Regions from separate parts of the Canis lupus genome. Here regions 2 and 3 are each linked to region 1. The links are chromatin contacts, called in public Hi-C maps. All regions are on one chromosome and are shown on one strand. Each heading gives the region's core, a stretch centred on a gene start, on an enhancer-like site or on the middle of the called end of the contact. The rest is flanking DNA. Distances are from core to core; before and after follow the strand shown.

What was found. A called contact is a pair of places that touch in the nucleus more often than the background predicts.
Region 2: a contact with region 1 is called in a Hi-C map of blood, with 4 times the contacts expected there. The contact joins the promoter of FBXO9 here to the promoter of EFHC1 in region 1. A contact is called at or near these places in 3 of 9 Hi-C or Micro-C datasets (amygdala and blood).
Region 3: a contact with region 1 is called in a Hi-C map of blood, with 2.6 times the contacts expected there. The contact joins the promoter of LOC610304 here to the promoter of EFHC1 in region 1. A contact is called at or near these places in 3 of 9 Hi-C or Micro-C datasets (amygdala and blood).

Annotation. Positions count from the first base shown.
Region 1 is chr12:20,313,780-20,316,304 of UU_Cfam_GSD_1.0, forward strand. EFHC1 (EF-hand domain-containing protein 1) reads left to right here and starts at 1,262. Exons shown (of 14, transcript XM_038554306.1): 1 at 1,262-1,339. The coding sequence starts at 1,277.
Region 2 is chr12:20,757,714-20,760,238 of UU_Cfam_GSD_1.0, forward strand. It overlaps FBXO9 (F-box protein 9), which reads left to right and starts at 1,265. Exons shown (of 13, transcript NM_001160299.1): 1 at 1,265-1,454. The coding sequence starts at 1,452. LOC111098286 (a long non-coding RNA gene) reads right to left here and starts at 991. Exons shown (of 3, transcript XR_005367863.1): 1 at 239-991.
Region 3 is chr12:20,667,928-20,670,452 of UU_Cfam_GSD_1.0, forward strand. LOC610304 (glutathione S-transferase A4-like) reads right to left here and starts at 1,262. Exons shown (of 7, transcript XM_038554317.1): 1 at 1,119-1,262.

The DNA of each region.
Region 1 (2,525 bases), core at 12-2,511:
CCTGAGGTTCATGCCCATTAGGGAAACCCAACAGGGGGATTTGCTCTGACATGCAGCAATAAAGCTAAAGCTGCTGTCTGCATTAGCAGTAAACTACCCATGACGTACACTATGCTTTTGTGTCAGGCTTGCTACTCTATCATATTCCTAAACTAGCTCATTATCAGAAACAGCTGTTATAAAAATCAGATTCCTGGGCTCTATTTCAGACCTAATGAATCCCATGTCTGGGCACTAGGGTTTTGTTTGCCTTTTTTTTTTTTTTTTTTTTTTTTTTTAGCTCCTCGGTGCTGATAGGGTTTTTTTTTTTCTTTCTTTCTTTCCTGAAAATGTTTCAGGAACAGGATTATGTTTCTTTTATGGCATAATAATTGAAACAAGTTTTATAAAAATCACCAAAGGTGAGAATACCTATGATCCTGACAATTATTTCACCCTACTTTGTTTGCTTCTTTATGACTTAGTTCGCTCTTTGAAGGAGATGCATTTCCCCTTGTGGTTCTGATCTTTACATTGCAGCTGCCAATAGGCATAGAGAGCTGGAGAATTGAGATAAGCATCCTGTAGCTTGACAGTCAACGAATATTGAGCGTCCTGGGGGGCGAGTATGCAAGGCGCAGCCTTCCAGAACTGAGAGGCTGCAGAGCGGCAGCGGCTGGCCGTAGAATAGAGTGGTGAAGATGGAAAATGACAATGCGGCGGGGGAACGGCAGGGACGAGACGGGTGCATTAGTTCTTTGAACATCCTTGAGCAAGAGCGACACCCACGAATAATCTGCAGCCCCTGCCCCCAAGAAGCACGGAGTGCCACTTTCAACCAGAGCCAACCATTTACACTCTAGTGAGAATCGGGCCCGGAGAAGAGACAGGGCTGGAGTTCCCGGCGCCGGCGGGGCCGGCGAGGACTGGGTGGACGGAAGGAAGCACCTCCCCCCCCCCCCGCCCCCCACCGTCCCCAACTGTAACTCATCTAAGGGCCGGATCCCACCCCCGGACGTCACGGCGACGACGGCGGCCGCTTTGCAGCCACCTCCTCCCACCCCGCCCACCAGCTCCCACGTCTCCCCCGCAACGCTGGCCCGCGGGCGGCGCACGCGCAGACCCGTCGCTCCCGCGCCTCTGGCCCCGCCCCCACGCGCGACGCTCCGGATGTTTGGCGTTGCCATGGAGCTCCGCGTGGCGGGCGGACGCGGCTCGTCGCCGGGGCAACCGAGGAAGCGGACGCGGGACCCAGGCGGCGGCGGCGGCGGCGGCGGTGGCGGCGGAGGCGGCCGCGATGGTGTCCAACCCGGTGCACCGCCTGCCCTTTCTCCCCGGCACGTCCTTTAAGGACTCCACGGTGAGGACTTCTGTGCCCCGCCCCCAGCCGGCCCGGGCGCGGGAGGCCTCGGAGGGCTCGCCCCGCAGTGCACCTGCCTTCTCTACCCAACATCGCGCTCTCCCTGCAGACCCCCACCTCTTCTCTGCCCGCCCCGCAGTTCCGTCGGCCTCCGCTCCAGCCTCATCCTTTGCCCTCCGCTGCAGCCTCTAGTTGTTTCCCTCCATCCGGGCAGTGTTTGGGACTCCTTGGTTCTCGGCGTCCTGGCCCCGTTCTTCCTCCTGCGGCGCCTTGGCCCCTGCCTCCTCTCCCTCCAGAGCGCTGTTTTCCCACTTTTCCGCGCAAGCTCTGGCTCGGGCCCCTCCGCAGCTCTTCCTCCCACACTGTACCCCTCTCCGCCCCGCTCCCTTCGTGACCGCCCTCAGCCCCCAGCCTAGCCCCTTCTCCCACTCGGCCCGCCTGCATCTTCGTCCTCCTTCCCGCAGCCCCATCCCACCCATCCCCCGGGCCCGTCATTGCCTGCTCGCCTTCTTCCTCTTCCTTATCCCGGACCCGCTAATCTCGCCCCCTCCCAGCTCCGTTTCCTGTCTTACATATATGTATCATTTCCACTCATTCTCTTCTTTCCACCAGGTTCTTTTTTTTTTTTTTTAAGCTTTTATTTATTTTGACAGAGAGAGAGCACAAGCAGGAGAAGTGGTAGGCAGAGGGCGAGGGCGAGGGAGAAGCAGGCTCCTCACAGGGAGCCCGATGCGGGACTTGATCCCAGGACTCCTGGACCACGCCCTGAGCCAAAGGCAGACGCTCAACCACTGAGCCACCCAGGCGCCCCTCCACCAGGTTCTTTTATGCATTCTCTGCCCTCAGCATTTATGCTTCTACCTAGCCCCATCCCTATTCTGTTCAGCACTTCTGACTTGTTTACAACTTAGCCCCACTTTCTCCCCAGCCCTGTTTTATATTCCTTCTCAATTGCTGTTTCTTCAAAAATTAGATTTTCAACACTTGCCTATCTTCTTTTTTAAAAAAAGATTTTATTTATTTATTCATGAGAGACTCATAGAGAGAGAGAGAGGCAGAGACACAGGCAGAGGGAGAAGCAGGCTCCATGCAGGGAGCCCAACGTGGGACTCGATTCCCAGTCTCCGGGATCAGGCCCTGGGCTGAAGGCAGAGCTAAACCGCTGAGCCACCGGGGCTGCCCGCCT
Region 2 (2,525 bases), core at 15-2,514, 440 kb after region 1:
TTTTCTAGGTGGCCGATTTGGGGGGCAAACAAGGGTGGATCCTAATAGTTAAAAATAGCTGGGCTTCCTTATTATAGCTCACCATTTTGCCATCTTCCCCCCCGCCTTTTTCTTTTTTACTATTTTTCTGCTGAACGTACTGCATTTCTAATACCTCCAGAATATAATAGTGGATAAGAGGTTTAAACTCAGTGGGCTCCTTGAACTAGCGTCTTGGAAATCTGATCACTGTTAGTACCTGACGCCTGGTAGAAATCGTAGAAACTCAATGTTTGCCAAATGAAGATAAGAGCCTGTAAGAGCCTGTAGGTTTTCACAGAGCATACAAACTTCCGTACTGAAAATAAGGTAAAATGTGGAAAAATAATAAATTGCCTGATAGATTAGAGTGTCTTCTTAGGAAACAAAGTCGGGTGTTTGGCCTTTAAGAGGTGGGACTAGTATCGCAAGTAAGTTCCGGCGCTCCAGGCGGAACAGCGGACTACAAATCCCAGAGTACATCGCGGGCGCCGACGCCGCAGAACTGGCGTTTCAGGGCCTTAGGAGCCTCAACGTCTTTACCCCATTGCATGATGGGATCTGTAGTAAGACTTGCCTCGCGGTGTCACTACCCGCCTCCTGCTTCTCTCCTAAGCCTATCTTTTCCTCAACCTCCAGATCCATGCTTTCAAAAAGTTTAGTCATTGTAAGAGCCTGTGACTGTAGTGGAGTTTTACTGTTTCCCTGCATTCCTGGCATGGGACTCCAGACAGAACCCCCGAAAAGCGTGTTAGCGACCTTACCGAGCAGCAAGTGGATGCTCGACCTAAGGCAAGTTTGCGTTAGGGTCTCAACCCTAAATTTGAGTCATAAACGTTTTTTTAGATAATGTTTAGATAAAGTTTGCATTAAGGGGGTCACTGCGACACATACGTGGGCTCAAACTGGGGTCGGCGAAGTGGGGACCTGACGCAACGCCGCCTCGCAGGCAGGAGGCCGACGGCCCCGATCCCTCCACTAGGCAGCGCACGCGAGGCGGGGGTAGCAGTGAGGCGCACGCGGGCGGCGGCGGCGGCGGCGGCGGCACTGCGCATGCTCAGTGCGTCGACCCAGGTTTCTGCAGTAGAGGGGGCAGCTCCGCCGCGGCGTCCGGGGTTTCCAGCAGCGCCGACGCTCGGTGCTCGCACGGTCCTCGGCCTCGGCTGGCAGCGGGCGTCCCTCCGCTCCGCGACTTCCCGGCCGTCGCTCTAGCGCGCCCGGATCTGGCCCCCTGCCCCGCGAAGATGGCTGCCGTACGCCGGGCCCGCAGTTACTGCCGCTGCCTGGTGCGCTTCTCCGACCGAGAACTCTGCTAAGCCCCGCTGCAGCAGACGGGCAGGAGTAGGCACCCGGACGCCCAGCGCACCTCCTCGGGGGAGCGGCGCGGAGGGGGCGCGGAGAGCCCCTCGCCCGCGGCCGGCTGCCCCGCCAGCATGGTAACCCGGCAGGGGGCTGGGGGGCGGGGGGCCCAGAGCGGCGCGAGTGCGGCGTGCAGAGGGGTCGGGCCTGGGAGGAGCCCCGAGAGAGCGGGAAGTGGAGCCGAGGAGTGGGAGCTGCTCGGCCGCCACCCGCCGCAGGGCCCTCGGCCTGAGCGGGAGGCGAGCGGGTGCCAGCCCTGACCGTGGCCGGGCCCCGGCGTGGGGCAGAGCGGGGGTGCGGGACGGCAGAGGAGGATGCCGCTTGTTGGTTGGCGGAGGACACTGAACCAGCCTTGCCCCTCTCGAGGGGTTTTATTAACAGCGGTGAGCATGGGTCGAGGTGAGCCGTTGCAGCGTCTGAAATCGGCGGGGGAGGGGGGGGAGGACGGAATGGGGAACCTGGCAACCCCACACACTTGTTGATTCCTAACCCCCCCCCCCCAACACACACTCCGGAAAGCGGTACCAGTGGAGAACGCGTTCAGATCCTTTAAGGAGCACCTGGATTTAGGACGCACCTGCCCGCTGGCCCTGCGGCCCTGGAGGTGTGCGGTCTCACTCCGTAGCAGGGAGGGCCTGAGCAGCGTCAGCGCGGTCCGCAGGAAGACAGACGGAGTTAAGCTCCAGAAACCGACGACGCAAATTCCGCGGGACGATTGCATGCTGGAATCTTGTGGTCTCTGCCCTGTGCTGCCTTTCTTTGGTTTTGAAAAAATTTCCTCTCTGAGAAACTCATCTCTGGCTAGGATGAAATGAATCGAGTGTGAAGTGATACCAACTACTGAGTTCATCGCAGGCACACAAATATTTATTGAATAAAGGGATGGCTGAATGTATTTCATGAAGTTAACCTGGAGGCTAGAAAAAGCAGTAATGGACTGTGACCTTAAGCTTTCAGAAGTAGTTTCCCTGATCAGGATTAAACACTTAACTTTTTTTTAATATTTCATTAATCCCATGTGTAAAACAGGAGTAAAATGCCAGAGACACGAACTACTCAAGTGAAAGGTGCTGTTTAGGTCGGACTCAGTTGTGAAAATCTCTGGGTGACAGCTGGGACCTACTTCTTTCAAGTGGTATTTGAGTTGG
Region 3 (2,525 bases), core at 12-2,511, 350 kb after region 1:
AATATACCTGAGCCAAGAAAGAGACGTTCATCTGCCCAGGTGACTAAGGCTGCTGGGAGAGTGAACAGAGTGGACCACAACTGGCCCCACTGCTCTTTAACGATCAGGACAAGTCCTAGAAAAATTGTTTTCAAGGCTTGACTAGAGACTCATTTTTCAACAGGACCTCAGAGGAAGACCCCTGTATCAGATTATTTGGACTATATCTTCCAGGCATATGTTGAGTAGGCACCTAGAGAGGGAGATTTAGTCTATGTGTTAGGAACCATGACACAGTGAGCGGGGCCTGTGTTCTTCTCTTCAACTGCATACAAAAATATCAGATTTGAAAAAATATATATATATCAGATTTGCCTGAGGAGAAAAAAATGTAATGGCTCAATTCCGCTAAGTGGGTTATTTCCACCAATCAACTGAAACACCACTTGACTCATGTATCTTTAAAATTACATTTAATATCAGAGGGGGGACATTTTAACATCTAATATGTATGCAATGGAAGTCTTTATTTATTTATTTATTTTATTTATTTATGATAGTCACAAACAGAGAGAGAGAGAGAGGCAGAGACATAGGCAGAGGGAGAAGCAGGCTCCATGCACCGGGAGCCCGACGTGGGATTCGATCCCGGGTCCCCAGGATCGCACCCTGGGCCAAAGGCAGGCGCTAAACCGCTGCGCCACCCAGGGATCCCAGAAGTCTTTATTTTTTAAAAGATTTTGCTTATTTACTCATGAGAAACACAGAGAGAGAGGCAGAGACATAGGCAGAAGAAGAAGCAGGCTCCCTCCAGGGAGCCTGATGTGGGACTCCATCCCAAGACCCCAGGATTACAACCTGAGCCAAAGGCAGAAGCTCGACCACTGAGCCACCCAGGTGCCCTGGCAATGGAAGTCTTTAAAAGGCCTTGTCTAAAGGTATATTTGCTACCTTGTTTTCATGTACATATCTACTCTGCATAAAAATACATTCCTTTTATTTGATACAAGCAGGTTTAAAATAATAGCTATTAAATTAGCCAAAGTTAAAACAATTGCTGCTGTAAGCTACAAATCTGGCCACAAAATATAACTATCCAGCCAAATCCAAGTACAATGTGTAAGAAATTCACCACTAACCTTATCTCTTCCTGGCTCTTTTCTGGGAGTGCTTCTTGGAGATCAGGTGAGGGTTTATAACTCTTTCCTTTCCCCGCTGAGTGCTCCACCCAACTCAAGGGATTAGACAAGCACTCCAGTTTGTACACGCCTCTGGGGCTTCACTTTACATCTGCTGTTTGTGCACTTGGGAATGTATCAAGTTACCCAAGTAAGGATCCCACTGGCTCACTGAACAAATCTCTGTGACAGGCACACTTTTAGGTCATGAGTCTAAAATGGTGGCCCTGGCAGCCACAATTCCTGCATGTGTGGTGCTTACATTCTAGCTGGGGAAGACAGGCAGTGTAAATATATGAACAAATCAATGTGGTGCCTTAAAAATAATAGTAGCAACAATGTATTAGATGATTATAGCTGAGGAATGTGACATCTGTAACAGAAATGTTATAAGGGACCAGGAGGAGGAATCAGGAATACTCTGTTAGATACCTGCGTGGGTCACCTTGGTGGCTCAGTTGGTCAAGCATCTGCCTTTGGCTCAGGTCATGATCCTGGGGTCCTGTGATCAAGCCCTATATTGGGCTCCCTGCTCAGCAGGGGGTCTGCTTCTCCCTCTCCCTCTCCCCCTGCTCCACTGTCTCTCTCTCACTCTCTCTCAAAATAAAATCTGAAAAAAAAAAAAAAAAGATAAGATACCTGCATTACCCGTTAGGTATCTTATTTGAAAGTCCCAGCATAGCTGTAAATCTGCATTGTAAATTTTCTGAGTGGCTTGTCCTGGGTCCCAGACTCATTAAGTGCCGTACCCCCTCCTCTGTCCAGACACCCACAGCCCCCTTGTATGTGGTTATGCACTTTAAGCCCTCGGTTTACCGCTGTGGCTTTAGTTGGGGAGGCTTCTAGTTTACCTGTTTGGGTTTAGCCCTGCACCCTCTAGCACAGTGTTTTTAAGGATAAACAATTTCTGGTGCCTGACCCTTTACTCTATTCCCAGAGTCTGGTGGTTCAGGAATATGGGGGGTGGCATGCCATGGGCTGAGACTCAAGTGTAGGAGTCTGGCCCAAAAGGGGACTGTGACAAAATGGGGGTAATGCCACCTGAGGCAAGATGGCGGCGGAAGGAGGCTTGTTTTCAGTACAGGAAGAGCACTGTCCCATGTGAGGTCATGCTTCCACCCGGAAAGCCACGGGCTTCATTTGAGACAGTGTGGCCTCTTCTATTTGTTGCTTCTAATCCTCTGACTCTGTGCAGAAGCCAACCTTTCTCTCTGGTTGTTCCCTCAGAGCCAGCCTTGAGGGCCCCCTGGCGTTTAAGAAAATGATAACCCAATAGTTACAAAAGGCTTAGTGTCCGCGTATTACCAGGTGATGGCACTGCACAGTAAAATCACACCAAAATCATAGTAAAAAGTAGCACACGTTTGC